Linked DNA regions of Sus scrofa: all the other regions are linked to region 3. A link is a contact called in public Hi-C data. All regions are on one chromosome and are shown on one strand. The core of a region is the stretch at or near the end of the contact, and the rest is flanking DNA. Distances in the headings are between cores, read along the strand shown.

Region 1 (4,422 bases), core at 799-3,298, about 10 Mb before region 3:
CTCATGGCAATGCCGGATCCTTAACCCACTGAGTGAGGCCAGGGATGGAACCCACGATCTCATAGTTTCTAGTCAGATTCGTTTTTGCTGCGCCACAATGGGAACTCCATGAAAATTAAATATAGAACTATCATATGACCCAGCAATCCACTTTTGGGCATATAACTGGACAAAAAACTTTCACTGAAAACGATACATGCACCCCTATGTTCATGGCAGCACTATTCACAATAGCCAAGACTTGGAAGCAACCTAAATGTCCATTGACAGATGAATGGATTAAGAAGATGTGGTATATATACACAGTGGAATATTACTCAGCCATAAGAAAGAACAAAATAATGCTACTTGCAGCAACATAGATGGAATTAGAGACTCTTAAACTAAGTGAAGTTAAGTCAGAGAAAGACAAATACATATGACGCCACTTATATATGGCACAAATGAATCTTTTCACAAAAAATAAACCCATGGGCTAGGAGGACAGACTTGTGGTTGCCAAAGGGGAGGGGGAGGGAGAGGGAGAGGGATGGACTGGGAATCTGGGGTTAATAGATGCAAAGTATTGCTTTTGGAGTGGATAAACAATGAAATCTTGCTTTAAGCACAGGGAACTATATCCAGTCGCTCGTGATGGAACATGATGGAGGATAATGTGAGAAAAAGAATATCTACCTATCTATCTATCTATCTATCTATCTACCTACAACTGGGTCACTTTGCTGTACAGTAGAAATTGACAGAACACTGTAAGTCAACTATAATGGAAAAAATAAAAATCATAAAATAAAAAATTTTGAGCAAGAAACTGATGTGATGAAAGTGGATTGAGAAGATGAATCTGGAATGGAATGGAAAGGGAAAATGGTGGCTGAGAGGTTCCTGCAATAATCCAGCTCTGGATTAGACCAGGAAACTGGAGTGGCTTGTTCCATCACTTTTACACCCAACAGATGTTCTTGTCAGTCTGGAAGCTCTGCCATTTCTAGAAAACATATATTTCTCCTCTACCATAGCTCATATCAGCTCTTCTGTATTTCATCTTTGCCTGTTGAAATCATTTCCTTCGCCATCCAGAACAAATAACACACTGCCATGATTAGCCCTGGAAATTATCTCTCCCCTACCATTTCTTTCTCTTTTTTTTTTTGCTTTTTAGGGTCACACCTGTAGCATATGGAAGTTCCCAATCTAGGGGTCCAATCCGAGCTACAGCTGCTGGCCTGCTCCACAGCCCCAGCAACACGGGATCCAAGCCGTGTCTGCCCCCTACACCACAGTTCACGGCAACGCTGGATACCAGACCCACTGAGCGAGGCCCAGGATGGAATCTGAATCCTCATGGATACTAGTTGGATTCACTTCTGCTGCGCCACAACAGGCACTCCCTCCCCTTCCATATGTGATGAGCTGTCCTTCCTTTCTCTTTCTTTCCCCAAAGTACCCTTCTTCTAAAGGCAGTACAAAGCAAAGGTTAGGAGCAAAGTCTTCGGTGGGGCTTTTTTTTTTTTGCTTTGCTTTTTAGGGCCACACCTGTGGCACATGTAAGTTCCGAGGCCAGGGGTGGAATTGGAGCTGCAGCTGTCTGGCCACAATCACACCAGATCCAAGCTGAATCTGAGACCTACACCACAGCTCATGGCTGTGCTGGATCCTTAATCCACTGAGCGAGGGCCAGGGATTCCACACAACTTCATAGATACTAGTTGGGTTCCTTTATGCTGAGCCACAACAGACACTCCCCAAGGAGCAACAGCTTTGGATCCAACAATTTCCTATCTCTGTGACCTTGATTTCTAACCCAAATCCTCAGTGCCTCAGTGTCCTAATCTGTAAAATGAGACGTGTATTCCGTCTTGTATGAGGATTAAATCAGTTAACAGTCTTACACCACTTAAAATAGTGTTTGATGCCTAGTAAGCGCGGAGTAAACAAATAAAACTAACTTGATTCCTGGTGATTGGCGGTCTACTGGGGTAAGAAGCCAGAGTTCACACCTAGCTGCCCCCGAGGAGGTGTGGAGGGTGCGGGCCGGGCCGCCTACTCCAGATCCGGGCGAGGAGGGGGGCGATCATGTGATCGATCAAGATGGCGTCGGCCAGCTCCTTGTGGCTCTTGGCTCTTGCTTTCCTGCCGGGATCCTGCTTAGCCTTGGCGTTGGGGCATGTCGACCCTCCAGCGCCGCTGCCGCTCGTGATCTGGCATGGGATGGGTGAGTGGGGGAGGGAGGGAGAAGAGGGCTAAATGGGTTTGGCGACTCTCTCTCCTAGCCTAGGTTCGCGTCTGCAAAGTGCGAGGGTGGAGGGCGAGGACTGTGGTCTCATAGCACCTGGCTGGTGCTACGTTTTAGGATTTGGGGGTTGCTCTGTATTGGAAAGGGAGATGGAGAAAGAGCTGTCTTTTGGTGAGCACTTACAGAGGGCTATGCACTGCGGCAGGGTTTTACGCGGTGGTGTGGTTTAATGCCCACGGTAGTGGCGTCAGGGTGCCGCATATGACGCTTGCTCAGGAGGGCTGGGCTGTGGCTTCATGACCGTGGCATCTATCCTTGCGTTCATCCACACATTGAACAAAGATTTGTTAGGCACTTACATTTAACACATCGTTATTGAGCACCTACTGGATACTGAGGATACAGCAGTAAAATAAACATACTAAATTCTTTGCTCTTTAAGAACTTACTTTCCTTTCCAAAGGAGAGAGGCGGGGGGTGGGGGATGCGCTGGGGGTGTGGGATGGAAATACTATAAAACTGGATTGTGATGATCATTGTCCAACTATAAGTGCAATAAATTCATTGAGTAATGAAAAAAATAAAAAGAACTTTTCAGTGGGAGAAACAGACTATAAATACATAAGTAAAACATGTATGTCAAATGGTGATGAGTGCAATGGAGAAAAATAAAGCAGGGAGGTGGATAGGGACTGGAAATGGGGACTTGCAGTTTTATAGAGCAAAGTCAGGAAAGGATTCACTGAGAAAGTGATATCAGAACAAAGACCTGAAATCCATTAGGGAAGATGCCATGTGGATATCTGACCAAAGGAACAGAAAATGCAAAAGCTCTGAGGAAATATGTCTGGTATGCAGGTATGTTCAAGGAACAGCATTCCGATCATTGTAGCAGGAACTAAGTAAGCAAGGAGAAGAAAAGAGAGGTTTAGTTCAGGGGTAGGAGGGGGTATGGGAGGTAGCCTGCTGATGTTGGGCCTGCTAAGGCAACTGTAGGAACTTTGGCTAGAATGAGATGGAAAGTTATTGCGGGGGTTTTGAGCAGATGAGTGACATGGTCTGATTTGCCTTTTATTATTTATTTATTTATTTATGTCTTCTGTCTTTTTTTTAGGGCCGCACCCACCGCACATGGAGGTTCCCAGGCTGGGGGTCTAATTGGAGCTACAGCTTCGGGCCTGTGCCACAGCCACAGCCACGACAGATCCGAGGCACGTCTGTGACCTACACCACAGCTCACAGCAATGCCAGATCCTTAACCCACTGAGCAAGACCAGGGATCGAACCTGCATCCTCATGTGATTTGCCTTTTAAAAACACTCTATAATGGAAAAAATAAAAATCATTATGCAATAAAAATAAATAAAAGCACTCTAGTTGCGGGGCTTCCGTCAGGGCTCAGTGGTTAATGATTCTGACCAGCATCTATGAGAACGCAGGTGTGATCCCTGGCCTTGCTCAGTGGGTTAAGGATCTGGTGTTGCCGTGAGTGGGTGTAGGTCACAGATGAGGCTTGGATCCTGTGTTGCAGTGGCTGTGGTGTAGGCTGGCAGCTACAGCTCCTATTTGACCTCTAGCCTGGGAACCTCCATATGCCACAGGTGCAGCCCTAAAAAGGAAAAAAAAAAAAAAAAAGCACTCCGGTTGCTAGATTGTAGGGGTCATGGACCTCTACAGGGAAAAAGTTAGGAAGCTTTTGCAATAATTTTTTTTTTTTCCTTTTTAAGGCTGTGCCTGAGGCATATGGAAGTTCCCAGGCTAGGGGTTGAGTTAGAGCTACAGCTGCCAGCCTACACCAACAGCCACTACAACGCAGGATCCAAGCCAAGTCTTCGACCAACACCACAGCTCATGGCAACGCCAAATCCTTAACCCACTGAGCAAGGCCAGGAATCAAACCCACAAACTCATGGTTCCTAGTGGGATTCGTTTCTGCACCGCCACAATGGGAACTCCAAGGGTAGAATTTATTTTTATGACTTAAGTTTTGTCATTTGGGGAAGATGTAGTAAAACTCGAAAGTGAGGGAAGCAAACTCGCCTTTTGTTGTTCTTTCCTGCAGCAAACCTCCCTCCCCAAACTGGTTTCTCAAAATGTGAGACACTGTTTGAGGTTTTGCTTTTTTGGGAGAGTAGCCATTTGAGCCAAGGTTAGGTAGAGGGTTTTTTTTGTTTTGTTTTTAGTATCAG
Region 2 (4,856 bases), core at 1,465-3,964, about 11 Mb after region 3:
GTGGTAGCTGTACTTCTTCCACTGCATTTAACGAATACATTTTTTAGGATCTGATGGCATGTAAACAACTCTCTCTTCCTCGCTTTTTTTTTTTTTCCCATGCACCTGCAACACATGGAAATTCCTGGGCTAGGGATTGAAACTTTGCCTTAGCAGCAACCTGAGCTACTGCAGTGACAACCCCGGATTCTTAATCTGCTGCACCATAAGGGAACATCCATCAATTTTTCTGCTTTTTGACAGAGGAAAACAAGTCTCCTTGTCCTTCTGGGTGATCTCAGCTACCCTGTCTGAAGCATTTCGTGTGCAAATGCAGCCCTCATATCACCTTTGGGAGGCTGTGCACTGACTACCTAATAGAGAAAAAACGGAGTCTAAATGCCCAGTGCTATGTAAACGCTAAGGAGGAGCTAAAAGGAACTTTTGAATTTAAAAGATTACCTGAAGTTCCTGGGTCTGGTTTGCAATTTTTTTATAATGCTCCAGAAGATATTTCAGATACAAAGACAATCCTTAAAAAGAGAAGCAAGAGGAAGGCTATTAGTTATTATTTGCTGAGTGTTAGAGAAAGAGCAGCGAGCTCAGAGGGTCTGAGCTTTTGTCTTGAGTCTTCCACCTGCCAGCTGCGTGATGTTGAAACCATTTCCTAGCTTCTGAACTTTAATGTCTGTGTCTGTAAAATACCAATTCAATTCACCTCCTTTGCTTTTTGAACGCTGTCTTCACAGAGCTGGCTGACTGCGGAAGAGGACAATAGTGCCCTCCCATCAAGAAGGCATAAATGGCCGTCCACCTTGTGTTTTTTGGCTTTTTGTTTCTTTCGCTTTTCCTCTCTTTAGGGCCGCACCCATGGCATATGGAGGTTCCCAGGCTATGGGTTGAATCGGAGCTGCAGCTGCCAGCCTACACCATAGCCACAGCCATGCCAGATCTGAGCTGTGTCTGCCACCTGCACCACAGCTCATGGCAACGCCAGATCCTTAACCCACTGAGCAGGCCAGGGATTGAATCCATATCCTCACGGATACTATTTTGGGTTTGTAACCTGCTGAACTATAACAGGAACTCCCACCTTGTGTTTATAAAATGGCTGATCAGGAGTTCCCATCATGGCTCAGTGGCAACGAACCGGACTAGTATCCATGAGGACACGTGTTCGATCCCTGGCCCCACTCTTCGGGTTAAGGATCCAGTGTTGCCATGAGCTGTGGTGTAGGTTTCGGACGTAGCTCAGATCCCGCATTGCTATGGTTGTGGAGTGGGCTGGCAGATGCAGCTCTGATTCAACTCCTAGCCTGGGAACCTCCATTTACCATGGGTACGGTCCTAAAAAGAAAAAAAAAATTAAAAGTTTATCAGCTTTGCTTGGGCTCAAATCCAAATTTCTCTTGGCAGGTGGATAATAAAAGCAATGGAACTCCTATCGACTAAGTGTCAACTGTGTGCAAAACTGTGAGCTGGTTGTGGGGGGTGATAGGGAGCCATTCCCTAAGGGACTTATGGCTCAGTCTGAGAGACGGGGTCCATGTGCCTGATGGGAAACAGACAGGGACCCGGGTAGCGTGGAAGGAGGGGGCGTGTGAGAATCCCAGAGGACAGACCATTCACCCGCCGTGATGGCTGCTTGGCTGAGGAGCCAGTGGGCATGGGCATTGGTGGGAACGCAGCTGGAGGGGAGGGCGTTCCACAGTGGAAGGTGTGGTAGGATAAATGGTGCCCCCAAAGATGTCCTGATCCAAGGCGCCTATGAATGTGACCTTGCGGGGCAGAAGGAACTTTGCAGCTGTGATGAGGTGATGGAGAAGGTACCCTGGCCTCTCTCGGTGGACTCAGTAGAGTCACAGGGTTCTCATAAGAAGCAGAGGGAATCTGATTACAGACGGAGGAGAAAGCGAGGTGACAGAAGCAGAGAGAGAGTTGCAGGTGTGCCACTATGGCTTTGAAGACGGCAGAAGGGCCACGGGATAAAGCTCTAGAGCCTGATAAAGGTGAGGACACGGATTCTTTCCTAGAGCCTCCGGAAGGAACCAGCCTCTTGCCTTTACCTTTGTGAAAGTGACTATGGACTTCTGGCCTCCAGAGCTGGACAAGAATGAGTATGAGTTGTGTTAAGCCACTAAGTTTGTGGTAATTTGTCCTAACAGCCATAGGAAATGAATATGGGGAGTAGTGAAGGCAGGAGGGGAGGTAGGGAAAGGCAGTGCATGTTCTGGAAGAGGGTAGAGCTTACCTGGGCTGGAGCGGATGATGGGGGAGGGGAGGAGGAGAGGGAAGAGCTGGGGTGGATGGCTGAGGTCAATTTGGGGCCGGCCTGGAACAGTAGCCTCAAGAGTGTCAACTTGATTTAAACATCACCGAAGTGTCATGAATGTGACTTGCGTGCCTGGCCTTCCGCGACGAAATCAATGCATCTCCCTACTGTATCATCCGACTCTCAGCCCATTTTACAGATGAGGTGGTCGGGCTCCGAGACACGCAGCTGCTGGATGCCATACAGCTGGCAATTGGTTGAGCCAGGGCTTGGGCTCCTGGTGGTGTGACTCCAGGGTCTGAGTCACTGCTATTTCAGCTGCTGATGGAGCAGTGAGTTGGCTTAATGATGGGTGTTTCCCCCCCACCCCCGCCCAGAAAAATAAGTGTGATGAATTAGAGAGGAAGGAGCCAGCAGGGTTTCGTAACTGCAGCACTTGTGACCTCTTGGGCTGGACAAGTCTCTGCTGTGGGGGCTGTTCTGTGCACCACGGGACGTTCAGCAGCGCCCCTGGCCCCTGCCCACTGGATGCCAGGAGCACCACCGCCCCCGGCTGTGATAATCAAAGATGAGAGGGTTTCGAGGAAGAGAACCTGGAGGGGGAGGGAGGTGAGGCTCTACGTCGGTTCCTCAAGAGGCAAAGTACGAAGCTGGCATTGAGGACAGAGGGTGCAAAACACTTCACGATCTCAGTGGAACAGCGGTGTCAGCGGCAGAAAAGGAACTAAAGATGTGCCATCTTGAATGTTTGATGACAAAGGAGTAAAAGCGAGAGAAAGAGGCTGGAGATGCCGAAGAAGGAAGTCGTGATTTAGGACCTTGGGCACAAGATCACCCGGGCGGCAGCCAGGAGGGGAGGTGCCGGGAGGGAAGAACTGCGTCTGGGGAAGACGGAGGGAAGGGAGAGAAGATGGGTGCGGAGAGAGGATGGAGGGGAGCTGAACAGGCTCCAGCCTGGGCCCTTGACCTCTGACAACGCAATGTGCCGAGAAGGTCCAGCTTGGAAGAGTGAGGATAAGAGTTTTGCAGTAATAGCTATCAAGCATTCAGTACTTGCTGTGTGCCAGGCACCAGGCCAGGACTTTTACATGTGATATTTGGTTTCTTTCTTTTTCTTTCTTTCTTTCTTTTTTTTTTTTTTTTTAAATGCTCTTTAGGGCTGCACCTGAGGCATATGGAGGTTCCCAGGCTAGGGGTTGAACCGGAGCTCTAGCTGTTGGCCTACACCACAGCTCCTGGCAACGCCGGATCCTTAACCCACTGAGCAAGGCCAAGGATTGAACCCAAAACCTCATGGTTCCTAGTCAGATTTGTTTCTGTTGCACCACGACGGGAACTCCTACATGTGATGTTTTCTAATCATCACAAACAACCCAGGAAGGAAATGCCTTTGTGTTTACAGGTGAGCACAGACGCTCGGCAAGGTTAAGCTGCAGGGCTGGCAAGCAGTAGGATCAGAATTCAGACCTAGGTCTGGCATCCTCTTTTGAGAGAGGCTGGAGACTTGGGAGGGCTGGTTGGGCTGGCGGATGTGAAGTGTGCGTTGGGAGAGGTGCCGTGGGAGGATTCTGAGATGGCAGAGATGGGTGATGTTGGCTTGGGCCTTGGCAACCTGGCGAATGGATGGATTTCTGGGGCTAAATTGAGGGGAATCTGGGATTGCGCTCAGATGCCACCTGTGACCCAGGAACCTGAGGGGAAGCGTCAAATCCTGGGTAGGATCCGAAGAGGCTCAGGGAGAGAGGGAAGTTAAAGGTGCTGAAGGGGAAGGGGGAGTGTATGATCTCCGTTCCAGATTAGACAAGGAACTGTAATCAGAAAGCGATTTCCCAGATTTCCTGTCATGGCTCAGCGGTAACAAACCCAACTGGTATCCATGAGGATGTGGGTTTGATCCCTGGCCTTGCTCAGTGGGTTAAGGATCCAGCATTGCCGTGAGCTGGGATGTGGGTCTAAGATGCAGCTTGGATCCCAAGTTGCTGTGGCTGTGGTGTAGGCCAGCAGTTGCAGCTCTGATTCAGCCCCTGGCCTGGGAACTTCCATATGCTACAGGAGCAGCAGTTTAAAAAAAAAAAAAAAGCAATTTCCCTCTTTGGGAGAAGTAGCAATTCTTCTGCTTGTTCTTGCCGTATCTGTGGCATGTGGAAGTTCCCAGGCCAGGGATCAATCCTGCACCACAGCAGTGACTCAAGTCACAGCTGTTAACAACACCAGACCCTTAAACCATTAGGCCACCAGGGAACTCCCACAATTCTTCATTGTATTTCTTGGTACAAAAGTTCCATAGGCCCATTACACAAATCCAAACACTATGGAAATCTATAAATGTGGAAATCCAATGGAAAATGTTCCCTACTGGATCCTCAGTGGCCAGCACATAGTAGGCCCAGAAAAAATAGTTGCTGAATGACCTAGTGAGGGTCAAGGCCCACCCAGTCCCACCAATGCTGGGACAATACTGTCAACCCTTTCACGTCATTTTCTCCAGATTTTTCCCTTTGGTCAGATACTGACACTTAAAAAAAAAAAAAAAAAAAAAAAGAGTGGGCAAACACTGCGTATATTGTGTTACCACTTGCTTTTTTTTCACTTAAAAATACTGCTT
Region 3 (4,235 bases), core at 985-3,484:
GCTGCCGTGAGCTGTGGTGTAGGTGGCAGACTTGGCTTGGATCGATCCCAAGTTGCTGTGGCTGTGGTGTAGGCCGGCGGCTACAGCTCCGATTAGACCTGTAGCCTGGGAACCTCCATATGCCGCGGGTGCAGCCCTAGAAAAAAACAAAACAAAACAAAGTACTTTAGAGTTGGCCACATTTCAAATCTCTCATCTGTATTTTTCAATTACTTGATGTTTTTAGCACGCTGCTTTAGTACTTGGCACAGAGTAGACACTTGATAAACACTGTCAGATTGATAAGGAATCCTGTTATTTCTAACTAGAACCCTAAGGAAACCTACGACCCTCAAAGAGAAAGAAGAAACTGGAGGCAATAAATAAGAGCACTATTATATGGAAATCTATTCTGCATTTTGTCTTGTTTACATATTTACAGTCTCATTCCCCTGTTAGAATGTAGAATGTAGGAGAGAAATGACTGCATCTGGCTTGTTTCAGTCATATATTTTGGGAATCTAGAACCCTGGCATGTAGCAGTGTCTTACACAAGAGTTATGGGCACACATGAGCTTTGAAAACAGACCTGAATTAGAGTCTTGGCTTCTCATTTAACAGCTGCGTAACTTTAAGACAGTTACTATGCTTCTCTAATAATAGTACCTAGCTCAGGGGTTTTTGTGATTTTGAAATGCTTATTACCCAGCAGATCATGATCTGTTTATATTTACCAAGCATATACCATATGCCAAACACTGTTCTAAATGCTGAATGGGAATTAATGGCACTTAGTCCTCATCAGAACTCTATGAGGTAGGTGCTATTATTATCTCCATTTTTATGGTGAAGGACAGGGAGAGGCTGAGTAACTTGCTCAAGGTCACACAGCACACAGAGCGTTCAAACCCACTCTGGCTCCAGAGTCAGCAACACATTATACTTCCTCTCAATAAGCCCTGAAATGTTAGAATTTATATCATTGTAATAATTATTATTATTTTTTTTTTTTTTGTCTTTTGTTGTTGTTGTTGTTGCTATTTCTTGGGCTGCTCCCGCGGCATATGGAGGTTCCCAGGCTAGGGGTTTAATCGGAGCTGTAGCCACCGGCCTACGCCAGAGCCACAGCAACGCGGGATCCGAGCCTCGTCTGCGACCTACACCACAGCTCACGGCAACGCCGGATCGTTAACCCACTGAGCAAGGGCAGGGACCGAACCCGCAACCTCATGGTTCCTAGTCGGATTCGTTAACCACTGCGCCACGATGGGAACTCCTGTAATAATTATTATTAGGGGTGAGAAGCCTCTGACTCTCCGAAGGATGTTTACCTTCTGAATGACACCTGCAGTTGATCTACTAAGGGAGAACTGAGAAGACAAGAGGGGAGGAGAGAACATACCCAGTGAGGCGATTTCGGATAATTTTGACGCTCATCACAGTCTCTCCCATGGTGGCAAAGGCTCTGGAGATGAAGTTCTCATCCATGTAGGGCTCCAGCTGCGCAAATATAAGAGCAGAGCAGTTCAGGTCAGTACCCAGGCTCCTCATTCCCGGATCCGGAGCCCCTCCCTGCTCAGTCCAGGGTTGGGTGCACGCTGCGGGCAGGAGTAGGGTGAGGGTGAAGAGGTTTCCATCCACTCCGGCGTTCCCAGCCTCTTGCCTTCCTTCCCTTCAAGGCTGCTCCTTTTAGGAAGCCTCCCCCTTGGATTTAGGAACCCCATTCCTGCAGTCCTCGAACCAAGGCGCACTTCAATCCTTGGGATTCTTCCCATTCTATCCACGCAAAGACCCTCCCTTTTTCCCTCCCCAGAATCCAGGCTGGGCTGGGCCCCACGACCCCTCCCCCTCCGAATCAGCCCCCGCACCTAGATGCTAGGGCCTGCTTCGGCATCACTAAAACAACTCTCCTCATTCTCTTCCACCCTTTTGGGATCCGAGGACCCCTCCCCCTCAGACCCGGCCCCTTCACCTACACGCTGGGACTTGCTTTGGCACCACTGAGAACTCCCCTCCCCATTCACTGCCACCCTCTTGAGAGCCGAGGACCCCTTCTCTTCAGACCCTTTTGCCCTCGTGACACTATATTTCTCCTCCGCTGAACCGGGCGGCCGCCCCAACTCACGTCGCCCATCCACAGGCTGGCCGCCATGCCCGAGGCCCCGCCAGGCCTACGCGAGCCTCAGAGGCTGGCGCGTACGCCGCTCCGCGGGGTTGCGGCCTCCACGGCGCATGCGCCCCCATCGCCTTCTGCGCACGCTCGGCAATTCGGCGCCCAAGGCAACGCAGACTGGCGGGTCCGGGTTTTTCCGGATCCCTGTGGGCGTGTCTCGAACCGGAGCCTGCGGGATGGGGCGGGGCAGACACCGCCTTGCGCGGGACCGTGGGGGGCGTGAATGACTGGCTTTCTCCGGACTCTTTCCGGCTTTAAACACACGCGTACGTATAGAATTATAAAAGTAGTGTATGTTCATGGCAAAAACTTAAAATAGAAGCATATTTCCTAAAGTGAAAGATCCCTTTTGGAAGCCTGGACGATCCAGTTCCACTAACTATGTATGACCTCTGGCAAATCACTGGTCTGCCTCCGCCACCCCTTCAACCTGCTTTTCTCAGGTTACGAAACGGAAAGGACAGGATTTCTGTTGACGCTGGACTGGCATCCTTCCATCATTCCCATGCATAGAACTAGGCTGTGGGAGGGGAGAGGAGGGGAGGGCTAACCAACCAACAAACAAATCAATCCCCATCTTGTCACTCTCTTGCGTCTCACGTTCCCTACAATAATCCAAACCACCAGAAGTTCTAACCTCTCCCAGGAAGAGACTTGCCATAGAAGGCCTTCAGCAGACTCGATTTCGATGGCTAGATAATCCTGACAGTTTGACTCTTCGTCTGGGAAGGTCCCAGACCTCAGCCTCAGTTTGATGCCCTTTCCTCAGAATGTGAAGATTCTGTAGATGATGATTGTCATCTCCAACACTGAAGCTCATCGCTTGATGGAGAATCCATTTCCCAGGCTCCTTCTGGGTTGATGGCCACTTATGTCCTTCCTTGCCAGTTCATATATTCCAAACTTATGTTGTTGGGGCCCAAAGTCAAGCACTCTGAAGTCTTGAGATTCAACCAAGTTGCCACATTTCCAGCTTTATCCTATTCATGGCCGTAGTAGTGTAGCGGTTGGGTGCTTCAACTACACATTTGAACAAATGGAGCCCAAATCCCAGCCCCTTCCAATTGTGTTGTTGTTATTAGCGATGTGGGTAACAGCAATGCTTACCTCATACCATGTTTGTCGTATGGAGAAATTGAGAAGTTGAGAAAGCACTTGGCCTAATGCCTGGCATCCAGTAAGCTCTCCAACACAGCAGCTGGAGGACTTGGAATTATGACTGATAACTCTTGAGTACTAAAATTTGCCAGCCCTTGTGGGGTGCTCTTTGATTACTATTTTTAAAATTTATTTTACTTGTGCAAGACTTGTAAGTGTTTATTTTTAATTTAAAATGTAAGCTTCATCAGACAGGATTCCTTGTTGTTTCTAATCAAATTCCCACAACAATGTCTGGCATATGGGAGGCACTGAAAACATTTTTGAATTTGTCATAAATACTAAACAGTTCTCTCCTATCCCATCTATCCCTGCCCCTGAAGGCAACCACTTCCAAATCTTTTCCCTAAAATCCAAGTATTTCTAAATAACATACTTTCTCTTCATTTGTGGTTTCAGATCTTTTTAAGGACTGCACCTCATACATACACTTCACCATCTTGTAATTATAATTTTTCAAAATATCAAACACTTACATTATTATGACTTTGTAAACATTATTTATAGCTGAACCATATGGGGTGATTACATTTGTTTTCAGGTAACCAATTCAGGTTGGAGGAGAATGGGGGAAAAGATAAAATTGAGCGTATTTGATGTGTTTGAACACAAAAAAAGGAGATTTACTTCTCATAGACACTGACATTAAATTAATGATACTTATACCAAAAAACTAAGCATGTGAAAAACAAGGCGATTATTAACCACAGGGAATTTTAAAATGTGCAATGGTCATAATAGCAAAGACTTCTGGAACATTTACTCTGTGCCCAACACTGTTCTAACATATGTAAACACCTACAGAGAGCTTTATAACTCTTACATCCAATACAGGGAAAAGGAACTGAGGTTTTGGGCTCAGGTGGAGGCTGATTTAATCACCAGCCTAGGGAGTTCCCCTGTGGCTCAGCAGGTTCAGGACCCA

What was found. Hi-C and Micro-C count contacts between places; a contact is called where the count stands out from the background.
Region 1: a Hi-C map of retroperitoneal adipose tissue shows a contact between it and region 3, with 6 times the contacts expected there. The contact joins the promoter of PPT1 here to the promoter of TRNAU1AP in region 3. A contact is called at or near these places in 3 of 47 Hi-C or Micro-C datasets (mesenteric adipose tissue, retroperitoneal adipose tissue and subcutaneous adipose tissue).
Region 2: a Hi-C map of mesenteric adipose tissue shows a contact between it and region 3, with 6 times the contacts expected there. The contact joins the enhancer-like site here to the promoter of TRNAU1AP in region 3. A contact is called at or near these places in 4 of 47 Hi-C or Micro-C datasets (mesenteric adipose tissue, omental adipose tissue, retroperitoneal adipose tissue and 1 more).

The regions. Positions count from the first base shown.
Region 1 is chr6:95,858,484-95,862,905 of Sscrofa11.1, reverse strand. PPT1 (palmitoyl-protein thioesterase 1) reads left to right here and starts at 2,048. Exons shown (of 9, transcript XM_003127823.4): 1 at 2,048-2,212. The coding sequence starts at 2,089.
Region 2 is chr6:74,585,394-74,590,249 of Sscrofa11.1, reverse strand. It overlaps FHAD1 (forkhead-associated domain-containing protein 1), which reads right to left. Exons shown (of 35, transcript XM_021097597.1): 16 at 442-512. Among named protein-coding and RNA genes, the nearest start is that of EFHD2, 64 kb to the left of the region's middle. Within about 2 kb of position 2,714, at least 17 of the 83 cell types and tissues checked have an H3K27ac peak or open chromatin away from gene starts, as enhancers often do. A contact at or near this core is called in mesenteric adipose tissue, retroperitoneal adipose tissue and subcutaneous adipose tissue, where this site is marked.
Region 3 is chr6:85,565,429-85,569,663 of Sscrofa11.1, reverse strand. It overlaps TRNAU1AP (tRNA selenocysteine 1-associated protein 1), which reads right to left and starts at 2,234. Exons shown (of 8, transcript XM_005665150.3): 1 at 2,105-2,234; 2 at 1,382-1,479. The coding sequence starts at 2,131. It overlaps RCC1 (regulator of chromosome condensation), which reads right to left. Exons shown (of 11, transcript XM_005665141.3): 11 at 3,803-4,235.